Linked DNA regions of Mus musculus: region 1 is linked to region 2. The links are chromatin contacts, called in public Hi-C maps. All regions are on one chromosome and are shown on one strand. Each heading gives the region's core, a stretch centred on a gene start, on an enhancer-like site or on the middle of the called end of the contact. The rest is flanking DNA. Distances are from core to core; before and after follow the strand shown. Region 1 has its middle 20 kb from the start of Ifnar2. Region 2 has its middle 44 kb from the start of Olig1.

What was found. A called contact is a pair of places that touch in the nucleus more often than the background predicts.
Region 1: a contact with region 2 is called in a Hi-C map of neural progenitor cells, with 6 times the contacts expected there. The contact joins two enhancer-like sites. A contact is called at or near these places in 16 of 39 promoter capture datasets (the 3T3-L1 cell line, the HPC-7 cell line, cranial neural crest and 11 more), 1 of 15 datasets of contacts at CTCF or cohesin (stem cell-derived epiblast-like cells), 33 of 484 Hi-C or Micro-C datasets (B cells, the BV-2 cell line, LSK cells and 20 more) and 5 of 115 datasets of contacts at active chromatin or transcription factors (astrocytes, embryonic stem cells, neural stem cells and 2 more).

Annotation. Positions count from the first base shown.
Region 1 is chr16:91,351,002-91,353,701 of GRCm38.p6, forward strand. No RefSeq gene overlaps it. Among named protein-coding and RNA genes, the nearest start is that of Ifnar2, 20 kb to the right of the region's middle. Within about 2 kb of position 1,255, at least 67 of the 459 cell types and tissues checked have an H3K27ac peak or open chromatin away from gene starts, as enhancers often do. A contact at or near this core is called in neural progenitor cells and neural stem cells, where this site is marked.
Region 2 is chr16:91,312,913-91,315,612 of GRCm38.p6, forward strand. No RefSeq gene overlaps it. Among named protein-coding and RNA genes, the nearest start is that of Olig1, 44 kb to the left of the region's middle. Within about 2 kb of position 1,414, at least 19 of the 459 cell types and tissues checked have an H3K27ac peak or open chromatin away from gene starts, as enhancers often do. A contact at or near this core is called in neural progenitor cells and neural stem cells, where this site is marked.

The sequences.
Region 1 (2,700 bases), core at 5-2,504, 38 kb after region 2:
TTGCAGTCACCTCTTGCTTTAGGTACCACTGGTGTTTGTAGTGTGCCATTGCGGGGGGGGGGGGGGGGGACGGCGTTTGCGGTGACCTCAGTAACATGCAGTGAGTTAAAGCCAGAGTCGCTGAGGGGAGCTAGGGCCGGAACTGGAGGCAGGGATCTGGAGCGGGAGCTGATGCAGAGGCCGTGGAGGGTGCTGCTTGCTGGCTTGCTTCCTGTCGCTTTCTTAGCCTGCTTTCCTATAGAACCCAGGACCGCCTGCATAGGGCTACAGCACCCACAATGAGCTGTGCCCTCCCACATTGATCACTAGTTAAGAAAATACCCCACAGACTCATTCATAGGTCCATGTGGCAGAGGTGTTGTCTGAGGTGCCCTCTTCCCAGTTGACTCCAGCTGGTGTCAAGCTGACCAAAACCTAACAAGTACGTCGGAGTAAATACCCCATAAAAGAGGTGGAGCTCAGATTCTGCTCATGTCTATACAGTTGTACTGTCAGTTCCTAGTGGGGTTCACTGTGTGAATAGCAGAGGTCTCAGGGCCTTAGGGCCATTTCTATCACCAGGCCTGCTACCTGGGGGCCCCTTCCAAAGCCCGTATGCTACCTTATGTGTGAGTAGTTACACAGAGATTTTAACTATTTTGACTTGACCTACACTTTAAGGACAACAATATAGTGTTTCATACCATCCATAGTGGTGACTTTTCCCTCGTTCAAATGTGTGAAAATATATAGATTACCCATTTAATCACAAATATATTAAAATTCTAATAAGTGTGGCTTGAACCTGGCTTGTAATTGAGACTTAGAGGCAAGAAGTTCAACAACTTAATTATTTTGAAATATCACCAGTGTGTCAGATGATCCACTCTGTTTCCAAGTTGTTTGGTTGGTGTGTGTGTGTGTGAGAGAGAGAGAGAGATCGACAGAGAGACAGACAGAGACAGAGAGAGAGAGAGAGAGAGAGAGAGAGAGAGAGAGAGAGAGAGAGAGAGAGAATTTAGGATCAGAATAAACTGTCACGGTAGGGAAATTTTATGTGTGCAGAAAATGTATGCACCAGGACTCCTATGTCTAGCTTTGCCTCTGCTGGGAACCTGTCGTATGACTTTGTGCAAGGGTGTTTCATTTGTGCCTTTTAATCTCTGTGTCTCGCTCCGCTCCACCATCACCTGTTGCAGACACAACAAGTCAACATCCTCCCGGCAGGTTTTCTGGCTTCCACCCTTTTCCTTGAGAAATGGCGCCACCTTCTGGCTATAGAGGTCATAACATCTGCCCATGGAAAAATCTAACATCGCAGTAGCTTTTGTCTACATGACACAAGACAACCATTGAGAAGAGGGAACCCCAACTGAGGAATTGTTTGCATCATACTGGTCTGCAGACAAGTCTATAGGAACATTTCTAAAACTTTAATCGATAACTGATATGGGAGGGTCAAGTGAGTGATAGCTGACCACCCCTGGGCTGGTGGTCCTGGGTTGTGTAAGAAAGCAGACTGAGCAAGCCAGTAAGCTCCACCATGGCTTATGCCATGTTCCTGACCCCAGCTTCATCCCTGCCTCGAGCATCTGCCTTGGGAACCCCCGATGATGGGGTGTATCCTATAAACCAAATAAACATTCCCTCACCAAGTTACTTCTGCTGGCGCTGTTAATTATGGCCACAGAACCAGTCCAAAGCTACACAAAATTGTTTTATTAAAATATTACAGCATTCCTTGGGAGTGACTTTCCACGCTTTACAATAATAGAAACCTGGCACACAGGCCCAGACTGAGTAGAGCTGACTCAAGCTTGCACACGCCTCCTGTAGATAGATGTCCCTCCTCCACAGACAGGACAGGAGCAGCCAAAACGGCCAGGGCTTTGCTCTGAAGTAAGATCTACGCACTGAAAACAGCCTTATCTTTGCCAGCCATGCTCAGCAGCCACACCCTGAGTCACTGGCTAATGCTGTATGATGTAAGGGTTTGTAACTAGGTGCCGCTGAAATGGAGGGATGACTCCTTCTGCACAGAGAACACATATAACTCCCCCTTCAATGATACCCCAAACTCATAGACCTGGTTGGTTAGGAAAGGAAGCACATGGGCTCCGTGGGGGAAATGACATCGTTTCCCGCTCATCAGTGAGGAAAGAAGGCAGCAAGCATCTCTTGTCCGTGTTGGAGGGGCTTAGGAGGTCTGTTTCACATTCATGACCACACACACTTAGGTAACCTGGGAAAGAAATGGGGGCTTCTGTTCTTTGATTCCTCCATTCCATTTTACATAATTCTGGAACGTAAATAACACACACATACACATGCACACGCACGCATGCATGCACGCACATATGAAGAAAGCATGGTGCTGGACCCAGCATGCTGCTGTAGCAACCTGCCAAGCAAGACGTGCTCACTGCTGCGATAACAGCAAGCCTCTAATGTGGGAGCCAACTACTCCCTGAGTGCACTTAAGGCCTGTTTCACAGAATGGAATCCCATGTCTGTTACTGTAATGCTGGCCAGAGGTCCAGGGCTAGAGAGGTCATAGAGTGGAGCCTAGTATTGTTATTTTACTAAATGTTCATATTGTAAGATCACCTTCTGAATATTTATGTTTATAGCCATACACTCGATAATGCTCTCCACCTTGGTCAGAGAAACTTCTTTTTGCAGCAGCAGTCAATGGAGAAATGCAGGATGGCTCCAAGTACT
Region 2 (2,700 bases), core at 164-2,663:
ACACACACACACACATACACACACACACACACACACACACACACACACACAGAGAGAGAGAGAGAGAGAGCGAGAGAGAGAGAGAGAGAGAGAGAGAGAGAGAGAGCAAATAACCCCTTATTTTCAAACATGTTTGATTCTGTCCTCCGCTGAGGGAGAGAAAGAAATCCAAGCAAACAGCAGGAGGCCCCACTGTTTCATATACCGCCAGCGGAGTGTGGGGTAAGCCTTGCTACAAGGCTGTCTGTTAATAATTTGCATACATGCTTTAAGGATGTAGTGCGGGGGCTGAGTGCTTTCCTAGAATGCAGAAGGTCCTGTGTTCAAGTCCAAACACTTCGTGGATAGTGGGCTCCTATGATCCTAACACTTGGGATGTGGAGGCAGGGGGATTAGAGAGTCGAGACCATCCTTAGCTATGGAGTGAGTTTGAAGCAATTCTGGCTACATGAGATCTTGCCTCAATAATGATAATATTTATTAGTAGTAGTTAAATCATTATTTGTGTTTATACAGCCAGCCCTTCACTGCAGGCGTGTCCAAGGGCCTTTCTACTATGAGCATGGGACATGGCCGCAGCGCCATTTCCGTGTTTTCTCTAAAACCCAGGCTAAATGGATGGCCCGTTCTTAAGGGGCTGCACGTGATCAATAACATTCAATTATGACCATAGATCCCATCGCAAATGGGACGTTCAGTTCAGCATCTCAAAAATCTGTTCTTTTCTTTTCCCTTTCTCTAGGACAGCACCCCAACACACACACACACACACACACACACACACACACACACTTGGAGACTTTGGCCAACAATTTAGTTAACTGTCAACCAAAGCACGTAGTCAATTTCAGTATAGGTCTCCTGCCCAGGAGCAGTCAGCTGACAAATGAACTCAAGAGGGTTTTTTGCCCCATTTTGCTTGCTTGCTTTCTTTCTTCCTTTCTTCCTTCCTTCCTTCCTTCCTTCCTTTCTTTCTTTCTTTCTTTCTTTCTTTCTCTCTTTTCTTGTGGGTTGTGTGCGTGCGTTTCTTTTTGTCTTGTCTCGTTTTTTGTTTAAAGACAGAGAAAAGAACATAAAGTCAGAAGGGTAGGGGGATTCGAAGGATCTGGGAGGGGTTGAGGGAGAGGAGAGAAACTGTCAAAATATATGTGCAATTTTTTTTTTAAGAAAAGAAGAAAAGGGTAGAAACAAAAACAACAAAACAAAATAAAAATGAAGACCTAAGATGCACCGCGGTAAGAGGAGCCCCTCGGGCGGGAAGCCTGCCCCGGGGGATGGGCTTCCATTCAGAAACTGCTCAGGTGGAGCGAGGCTCTGGCCTGAAGACTCCTGTTCGCCTACAGGCTCTCATCAGTTCTTTCCCAGCAAAGAGCCGCTGTGCGCGGGCAACACCCACTAGTTCTTTCGATCAACAGCGCCCCTTACTGGCTAGTGCACTACAAACTCACGGACTTCTTGGACTCCATCACAGTCTTACCCCAACAACTAGCAAATGAGTCCCTTTCTTCCTGAAACTTTAAACACACAGAACCGGTGGAGGCGATCTTGCGATCCTAGCTCCAGGGTCCTAGCCACCCCTCTGCCTTATCGATCTCAGCAGAGCCAGGTTTCTCTTTGGGAGGCTGGTCCTCAGAGGAGCTGTGTCTCCTGGGAAACCAATAAACTACAGATAACACTGTGATCACAGCAGATCTGGCAGTATCCCAGAAGGAAAATCTGCTCCTCTGTGAGCTAGAGGGACTTGAATTCTAAGTATGGCATGGGGCAGTAACTAAAAAACAGATGCACTGGGCTTTTTAAAATGCTTTTCTGGGGTTTCCCACAAAACCCCTTTATTCGTGTGCAGAGGAGCTCGGTCCTGGCTGGCTACAGGTTGTGTTTGAGTTATTTTAGGCGAGGGGGTGTCGCAGAGGGAGACAGACTTGGAGGTGGAGGGAATTTATTTTGGTAGAGGTACTTTATTTTGCTCTCTTGCCTGGGAGGACCTGTCTCCCTTGGGTAATTTAAAGTTTGTTAAGAACCTTGGAATTCCTCGGAGGGAGGAGCGCCATTGCAAATAAAATAAAGAGGTCACAGGCAGAGAGATGGAGACAAAGGTGACCCCAGGCAGTGCCTCTGGGTTCTGGGCATTTGACAGTGGGGTTGGCTAAGGTCTTTAGGCAGCTAAGGAAGTTGCCTCTCCTAACCTTGCTCTTATTCCAATATTTGTTATGTGCCTGGATGTGTAATATTTCTTGTCCCCAGCACCATGCTGGAATGTTTCTATATGTTGGTTGATACATTTAATCTTCACACAGCCACCAGAAGACTACTTTTGAATCCAACCCATATGTGTCTAACTAAAAAAAAATGTATCACGCTCACCCAGCTTTCTCCCCCCGCCCCCACTTGGGAAATGAGTTAGATGAATTGATCGTTCTGAGCCAAGCTTCCTAGACCCAATGATGTGGCCAGTATATTGACCCCTAGTCTCAAGTCAGCAATGGCTGTTCTCTCAGGGTGTCTTCCCTTTGCCTTGCCCAGAAAGTCTCTGTGGCACTCTGTCCCTCTTCTTCCCGACGCTTTCCTGTCTCTCAAACACAGACAGTCTGGACTGTCAACTTGGTGTTCCTGGCAGGAAGAAACCCACACTCTGTATTTTAAAGGTTCCTGGTAATGTCTAGCTAAACACTCAGAACACTGGAGACTGTGCACGCCATA